Regions from separate parts of the Mus musculus genome. Here all the other regions are linked to region 1. A link is a contact called in public Micro-C and promoter capture Hi-C data. All regions are on one chromosome and are shown on one strand. The core of a region is the stretch at or near the end of the contact, and the rest is flanking DNA. Distances in the headings are between cores, read along the strand shown. Region 1 holds the start of Jmjd4 (jumonji domain containing 4). Region 2 holds the start of Obscn (obscurin, cytoskeletal calmodulin and titin-interacting RhoGEF). Region 3 holds the start of Rnf187 (ring finger protein 187).

Evidence for each region. A called contact is a pair of places that touch in the nucleus more often than the background predicts. Capture Hi-C pulls out chosen DNA fragments and counts their contacts.
Region 2: a Micro-C map of embryonic stem cells shows a contact between it and region 1, with 4 times the contacts expected there. The contact joins the promoter of Obscn here to the promoter of Jmjd4 in region 1. A contact is called at or near these places in 1 of 39 promoter capture datasets (neural stem cells), 1 of 484 Hi-C or Micro-C datasets (embryonic stem cells) and 1 of 115 datasets of contacts at active chromatin or transcription factors (bone marrow-derived macrophages).
Region 3: a contact with region 1 is called in a promoter capture Hi-C map of adipose tissue. The contact joins the promoter of Rnf187 here to the promoter of Jmjd4 in region 1. A contact is called at or near these places in 1 of 39 promoter capture datasets (cranial neural crest), 1 of 484 Hi-C or Micro-C datasets (CD4 T cells), 4 of 115 datasets of contacts at active chromatin or transcription factors (bone marrow-derived macrophages, embryonic stem cells, extraembryonic endoderm stem cells and 1 more) and 1 of 9 other capture datasets (adipose tissue).

Annotation. Positions count from the first base shown.
Region 1 is chr11:59,448,728-59,451,427 of GRCm38.p6, reverse strand. Jmjd4 (jumonji domain containing 4) reads right to left here and starts at 1,383. Exons shown (of 6, transcript NM_178659.6): 1 at 916-1,383; 2 at 588-753. The coding sequence starts at 1,183. It overlaps Snap47 (synaptosomal-associated protein, 47), which reads left to right and starts at 1,394. Exons shown (of 5, transcript NM_144521.3): 1 at 1,394-1,513.
Region 2 is chr11:59,135,118-59,137,817 of GRCm38.p6, reverse strand. It overlaps Obscn (obscurin, cytoskeletal calmodulin and titin-interacting RhoGEF), which reads left to right and starts at 1,443. Exons shown (of 104, transcript NM_001171512.2): 1 at 1,443-2,424. The coding sequence starts at 1,443.
Region 3 is chr11:58,937,527-58,940,226 of GRCm38.p6, reverse strand. It overlaps Rnf187 (ring finger protein 187), which reads left to right and starts at 1,321. Exons shown (of 4, transcript NM_022423.2): 1 at 1,321-1,832. The coding sequence starts at 1,443.

The sequences.
Region 1 (2,700 bases), core at 134-2,633:
GACACCATAATTCAAATTTTGAAGTAGTTTCTACTGACTGCAATGCATTCTTGCTCCAGCAAGACGTCAAAAATCTCCTAAGTAAAGCTGTCACAAGATGCTGTGTGAGAAAAGTGGAAGCTGATAAGGGAGAGTATTGAATGTGTCTTTAAAGAGTAAAGGGGTTTCCAAAGTGGGACAAGAGTGGTTGCGGAAAGGTCACTTGTCCCTTTAGAGAGCTTAGAATGGCCCAGGGGATGGCAAGAATCCCCAGAGCAATCGTAGAAGGAACAAGCGTCCTCTCAGTGGGGTTGCAGAGAGGACAGCCCCAGAGGATCTGAGATACCAGCTCAAAAATACAGAAGAGGAAGGAGACACCAGGCCGCCTGTACCCATACAAGATGTACGAAAGACTTACCTTCCCCATAATAGTCTACCTGGCTCGCTATGTTGATCTCCCCACATCTTCGCATCAGTTCTGTGATACACATTAGAACTCTGCTGTAGAGGTAGCCCCTCTGAGTGCAGTGGGCGTGCTCCACCTGGACTGGCTGCACTAGCTGCTTAGGGTAAGTGCCCAATGGCCATGCGCCGTCCTGTCTTATTACCTGCACAGATGCCAGTCCTTGAGGTAGAGGCAGCCCCGCGAAGAGGAGTAACTCCCTTGGATGTAGTCCTTCCAGTAACTGATATAGTCGCGGAAGGACATGTGCTCCTTGGGGTTTGAATTGTATTCTCGCACTCCACAGTTGGCAACCGGTACAACCGCGTCTCCTGCAGCGAGAGAGTCAGCACAGAAATGGCAGAGTCATACACGTAGTTCACCATCTTGGGGTCCGGCCACCCTCTGGCCGAATTATCCAGACTCCACTAGTCTGTCCGGCCCCGGCCGCCCTCCCATGCCGGGGTCTATACCTCCCGTCTGCGCCCTCCTACCATACTTCTGCTGCAGATACTCGAAGTCAGGCTTTCCCTCCGAGGTCACCCAGCGCCGCCTGCTGCCCCAGCCCTCGGTGAAGGCGCTAGAAAACACGCAGGGCAGGTTAGGCAGCAGGAAGCCCTTCACGAAGTCAGCATAGGAGAAGGCGTTCGGGGTCTGAATGAAGGTCACGCCGCTGGGTGTGGGGCCGCCACCGCCGCTAGGGACTGGGTCTCGGAGGTCCCGGTAGTACCGCTCGGCAAAGGTGCGTGTCTCCCGATCCATCCACCGGGAAACCTGACCCCAGAGGCCCAGTCCGGCTTCTCGCTACACCCCAAATAGGGACCGGAGGCTGAGAAACCCCCTAAAATCAGCTCGGAGTGGTAACCACAGAGAAAGAGCCCGGAACGAAAAGCCACAGGTGCGACATTCCAGCAGGAACGCGGGCCTTGGGGCTCCCAGGGTGTGCGCGTGCGCGCCTACGCGGCCCCGCCCTCTCGCGCAGGCGTACAAGCGCTCGCCGAGTGGCTGACCTGCTCCCCAGCTGCTGGCGTCTCTGTCTGGTGGTCCAGTGGAGCGTGCCATTGCGTCTTCTGCGTGCTCCTCTTGCCTCAGGTGAGCTGCTACCGCGCAGCTAGCCAGTACCGGAGCCCGCCACCGACACAGGAGATGAACATCAGTCTCAAACCTCAAAGGATGACTGGGTCCTGAGAGGATGCTGGGGCGCAGAGCGGGCGGTCAGGATCCGCGGGGGGTGGGGCGGCGGGGTGGGGGTGGGGCGGCGGGTGGGGGTGGGGCGGCGGGGTTGGGCGGCGGGGTGGGGGGTGGGGGTGATGTTCCCGAGTGTCTTGGATAGATTGTGGAGGAACCTTTTAAAGGATTGTGATGTTTCCTTAGAAATAGAACGAGGAAAAATTAAAAGGAGAAAATGAGCTTTTTTGGGGGGCGGGGGGGGGGAGATGCTGAGGTTCAGGTAGAGAGGTATGTATGCATTGGGAAGAGGGGAAGGATAGAAACGAGGCGGAGGAGGGTTGTTTGGCCAAACTCGCCTGTTGTGGCCTTTATCGTGACGCTTGTCTGGAGCTGTGTTGCGGCTAGGTCATGGTAGAGATGACAGCTCATAGAGAAATTCAAGTGACGAGAAACATCGATGCCAGGACTCGTGGTGCACGCCTATAATCCCAGTATTGGGGATGCTGAAACGGAAAGGTTCCGAGGTTCTAAGCCAAAATGAACCACAAATCATGACTTAGCTCCAAAAGAAAAAAAGCCAGGTTACAATAACAACAACAATAAAACCCCAACGCACCCAGAATTCCATTCACGTGTAATCACTAACTCTGGTATTGAGCCAGTTTTTTCCAGGTATGCATGTGTTTATACATTTTATCCCTGTTACCCCCTCCCTCTCTTCCCTCTTTTCCTGCATTGGCAGCATGTTATATTTGGAAACACCATTTTAGATTTTTTAAAATCTCCTCCTACAATTGGCCTACAATTCTTAAAATTCCTGGACAGGTTGAGTTGATAAATGCCATTTTGCATGCTAATGAGTCCAACACCATCCAACAGCCAGTAGGGTAGATTCCAGATGGAATGGCTCACTGAAAGACCTGAGTAGGATCAGAGGGTGGGGACTTTGAACCCAGCCCTCAGCTTCTAGGGCTAAAGGTTGAGTGGGTCATCAGTGGTCAGTGTCTCATCAGTCATGTCCACAGCATCCCTAGAAGACCCATTCAGAGGATCCTATGTGCTTAGGGAGGTGAGGGCTGGTTCTTCTTAGAAGTTGGTGGTTTTCTGAG
Region 2 (2,700 bases), core at 194-2,693, 310 kb after region 1:
GCACACTCTTGTTCGTGAGTCTCTGGCTGGGCCACTCCAGCCTAGGCATAAAATGGTGGGTAGAGGCATAAGGAGTCCTGCTTTGCTCTGGGGACCTACAGATTGAGCAGGGAGCTCTCACTCAAGGCCCCTGAAAGCTGATGTCAAGGCCGATCTTCTATGGAACAGATGCTGAAAGGCAGCTCCAGGGGCTGGACTTGGGCCCCAGTTGGTGCGGCCCGACAGCCCTATCCTAACCCTAAGAGACAGGGCCTGTTTGTAGGTGGGGGACAGAGGTGCTGACTGGACAGTGAGTCAGCAAACCGGCCAGTGCTGCCCAGCCCTGGTTCAGGATCAGTCTCCTGGAAGAGGATTAGAGGATTAGCTACCTGAATCACAGGACTGAGAGCCGGAGGGTCAGGGAACACAAACCCATCAACTGGCTGGTCCCGTGTCAGGCAGCCCAGGCTGAGAGACCGGAGGCTGTGTCAAAGCAGAGCAGATGCAGAGGCTGAGGTCTCTGCACTGGGGTACCCATGTCTGCCAGAGGTGGAGGAAGTTAGCCTGTTGAGCCAGCCTCAGTGCCCATTGTTCCTATATGAGACCTGGGGCCGGCGGGTAATTTCAGCCACTCGCTGGATCAGTGGCAGCTTGGCTGGGGCTGTCTTGATTGGGCAGAGGCCAGCCTTATTTGGGTAGTGATGATTCCTAGGAGGACTGAGGCATGCTATGTCGTTCTTGCAGGTGGGGGGTGGGGTGTCCCACGTTGGCAGGACCATGCTAAGGACTGAATAGTGACAAGGCCATCAGGACCCAGGAGAGCTAGGCCTTGGAGCTAGCTGGTTCCTAGCTCCTGGAGAGAGAATCTGGCTGTACTGGTCCCAGACTATAGGGACCCTCCTGCCACTCTTTGCAGCCATTGGCTACACTGCTCCTACACCCTGCTCTTACCTGGGGCCAGGTTTTCCCAGAGGATTGGCAGTGTGAGGGAAGACAGGTGCTAGTGGGTTATATGCAGCCCAGTGAGTGAGGCCCCTTTTGTTAGCATGAGCCCCACTTCAGGTGAGGTTGATGGCTCCTCTCTTTCCCTGCTGGTTGAAGAATATGTTCCCTCAGGAGTCAAGAGGACTTCCTAGTTTGGAATTTAAGGGACATCACTTTGGGTCGTGAGACTGGAGTTGGTCATAGAATGGAGGCACATCAAGGTAACTGAAGATCCTAGACTTTCAAGTCACAGAAAGGGGCCAATCTGAACTGCTGGACTTCGGAGGCACTTGAGTGGGTTGGGAGTGGAGGAGTAATGGAGACCTGGTGAGGAGGTGCCTACTTGGTTAAATTGGCCTCTCCTGGTGACACTGAACGAGGAGGAAGAGGGTAGAATGTGGTACAGGCGACTGGCTAGTCTCAACACCATCATGCCCTTCATTTCTTGTCTTTTGTAGTCCCCCAACCCCACTGACATAATGGACCACTCCTTCAGCGGAGCACCCCGCTTCCTGACGCGGCCAAAGGCCTTTGTGGTATCTGTTGGCAAGGATGCCACGCTGAGCTGCCAGATCGTGGGCAACCCCACGCCACACGTGAGCTGGGAGAAGGACCGGCAGCCAGTAGAGGCAGGAGCGCGCTTCCGCCTGGCCCAGGACGGGGATGTGTACCGCCTCACAATTCTCGATCTGGCGCTAGGTGACAGCGGGCAGTATGTGTGTCGCGCGAGGAACGCCATAGGGGAGGCCTTCGCCGCCGTCGGCCTGCGAGTGGACTCGGAGGGCACGTGTGCCGAGCAGGCGCCCCACTTTCTGCTGCGGCCCACATCCATTCGCGTGCGCGAGGGCGCAGACGCCACCTTCCGATGTCGCGTTGGAGGCTCACCACAACCTGCTGTGAGCTGGTCCAAAGATGGGCGGCGCCTGGGCCCACCCGATGCCCCCCATGTGCGTGTGGAAGAACACGGGGAGTCGAGCGCGCTTCGCATCCGTTCGGCAAGGCCTCGCGATGGTGGCACCTACGAAGTCCGAGCAGAAAATCCGCTGGGCTCTGCCAGCGCTGCCGCCGCTCTGGTGGTGGACTCGGACGCCGAGGTTGCCGGACCACCCGGCACCTCCACCGCCACGCTCCTGGCGCACCTGCAGCAGCGGCGGGAGGCCATGCGCGCAGAGGGCATACCCCCTTCTCCACCCGGCGCTGGCACGCGCACCTGCACGGTGACCGAAGGCAAACACGCGCGCCTCAGCTGTTTTGTGACCGGCGAGCCCAAGCCCGAGACAGTGTGGAAGAAGGACGGGCAGCTGGTGACCGAGGGCCGGCGACACGTAGTGTATGAGGACGAGCAAGAGAACTTCGTCCTTAAGATTCTTTTCTGCAAGCAGTCCGACCGCGGCCTCTACACCTGCACAGCGTCCAACCTCGTGGGCCAGACCTACAGCTCGGTGCTGGTGGTCGTGAGAGGTGAGCAAGCTTGTAGCCCCACACATGCGCAGGGCTGAAGCTCTTTCTGGACAACCCCCTCCTCCCCGCACCTCGTGCGTTCACTTGAGCACCAGCTGCGTTTCCAGGAGATGACCTGGTGCAAAGATCTGCTAAGGTCGCGTGGCTACATCCTGAGTTGGAGGTCTGAGCGGCTCTCTCCTTCCTCAAAACACACTGGCGATGATGGCCTCTGGCCTGAACCATCGTAAAGTCCCAGTCACTACCTCTACATCCCTCCCTGCACACCCCTACCTC
Region 3 (2,700 bases), core at 72-2,571, 510 kb after region 1:
ATTTATTTATTTATTTATTTATTTATTTATTTATTTATTTATTTTTGAGACAGGGTCTTACTATATAGCTTTGATTGGCCTGAAACTCACTGTGTAGACAAACTGGCCTGGAACTCACTGAGAACTGCCAGCTCTAATTCCTAAGTGCTGTGATTAAAAGCATGTATCATTATACCCAGCTAAAACATCATAATATTTACATGCATCTTTCTATGTAATATTTTTTTCCTAGATGACTTATGATACTTAACAGGATGTGAATACTGTGCAAATCTTCATTCTATTGTCTAGGAAATAATGACCAGAAAAGGGCTGTATAGCTTTAGTACAGATGTGGCTGCTGCCATAGTGTTTGGAGCATATAAATGGCAACATCACTGTCTTAGTTAGGGTTTCATTACTGTGAAGAGACACCATGACCAGTGTAACTCTTATAAAGAACATTTAACTGGGGCTGGCTTACATGTTTAGAGGTTCAGTCCATTATCAAGGCAGGAAGCATGACAGCATCCAGGCAGACAAGGCTCTGGAGAAGGAACTGAGAGTTCTACATCCTGATCCAAGGCAGTCAAAAGACTGTTTCCCGCAGCTAAGAGTGAGGTCTCAAAGCCCACGGCCACAGTGACACACTTCCTCTAACAAGACCACACCTCCTAATAGTGCCACTCCCTGGGCCAAGCATATTCAAACCACCACAGTCACATTTACAGTTATATCCGCAATCTCAGTCTGAAGAGTCACACATTGCAGATAGCTGACTACAGCTGTATTAACACAATATTCTTTAGAGTGCTTTCCTGCAAAACGTGCTGCTGTTCTGTGTGCACAGTGAGACTCCCTGACTTCATTTTATGTCGCTATCTTAATTTGGTCATACTCCTGGTTGACTACACAGGCATCTGCCTACCTAGCCAGTTTTATCCTGCTTCAGGGCTGAAGGTATAGCGATAAGTCACCCTGGAAAAGCCTTTCCTGACAGACCACCTCCCAAATTATCTGTGGGAGATGGGCAATTATTCATGATGTTGGGGCAGTACCCTGCAGGATGAGTAATCTTATAGGACACAGGGAGTATCTTTGTAAGGATCTGGGTTTGGAGCCCGCGACTGACACCATCAGGACAAAGGTCGTGAGCTGCTACGGGAACCAGTGTGGAAGAGAGCTCAGCTGCTCAATCATGGGCAGGGCGATGAGCGAATACCAGAACCTGAAATGAGAGCGCACAGCTGCAAGGACCTGGATGGAGGAATGCGCAGCTGCCAGGACCTGGACGTCAGAGCGCACGGCAGCCAGGACCCCGCCCCGCGCGCGCGCGTGCCCGGCGTTGGCGCAGTCTGGGTCTGAGTCGTAGGCTGAGGCTCGTCGGCCTTGATCTCCGGCCGGTCCTCGGCCCTTCTGCGCCCTCTCCGCCCGCGCCCTCGTCGGCGCCGCCGCCCGCAGCCCTGGCGCTCCCCGCGGGCCCAGCTGATGCCATCTGCGCCCTGTGTCAGCGCGCGCCCCGCGAACCGGTGCGCGCCGACTGCGGCCACCGTTTCTGCCGGGCGTGCGTGGTGCGCTTCTGGGCCGAGGAGGACGGGCCCTTCCCGTGCCCGGAGTGTGCCGATGACTGCTGGCAGCGCGCCGTAGAGCCCAGCCGCCCTCCGCTCAGCCGCCGCCTCCTGGCTCTCGAGGAGGCGGCCGCGGCGCCGGCGCGCGATGGCCCTGCCAGCGAGGCCGCGCTGCAGCTGCTCTGTCGCGCCGACGGGGATCCGCTGTGCTCCGCCTGCCGCATGGCCGCTGGCCCGGAGCCGCCGGAGTGGGAACCGCGCTGGAGGAAGGCCCTGCGCGGCAAGGTGCGCGAGGGGCCCCTGCACACTGTCCACCTTTGTGGCTTACCTGGAGTCAGGCATTCGATCAGTGTGCTGACCTCCTCTTCCCTCTCCCGCATCCCATGGGTGCCCAGCACCCTCCCTTCCCCGGGGACCCTGCCATGCTAGGGGCTCTTGGATCCTGGAGTCCGTGATTCTGCCTTCCTTCATCTCTATTATCTGTCTCCCGGACCCTGCTATGTCCCTCGAGCTATTATCTCTAGCGCATGCTCCTCCGTCCCCCTTTCATCCCAGGTCTCTGGCCTAGCTGTGCCTTATCTCTATACAACCTTAAGACTTCTATTTTTCTCGAATTCCCCTCAAGTCCCGATCCCATTCCTCAAGGCCTCTTGCTCCTATCCCGGTGTGATTTCATCGGTGCAAGCCCCGCCCATCCACTTGCTTATGGAGACCTGAGAGTGGTCTTTGGTCTACCAGTTACCATTTGCAGCCCTCTGAGGGGCTGTCGGTCCACCTCATTCAGGAACCTTCTCTGCTATACTCTCTTGGTCATTGCACGTAGCACCTGCCACCGGGCAGAAACCGACTATTAGACTCTGTGTGAAGATGGGTTGCAGGGATCTAGATAGAGTATCATCCCTGACCCAGAGAGAGATGTCTGAATAGCCAGGTAGGAAAGCCGTGGTCTCCGCCCGACAGGAGAGAAAATCGTAGCTTAGCGTGTTTGAGGGTGCTGTTATCCTTATGTTCTGCAATGATGCACCATGAGCCTCTGGAATAAGTTGTGAAGAACACTTTTGAGGTGGAGGCCTGTGGTTACATCCAGGTCCCAAACTGAGGTAGATACACTCTGTCAGAACATACTGCTGGGGTTGTCCTATGGTTTGTCGTC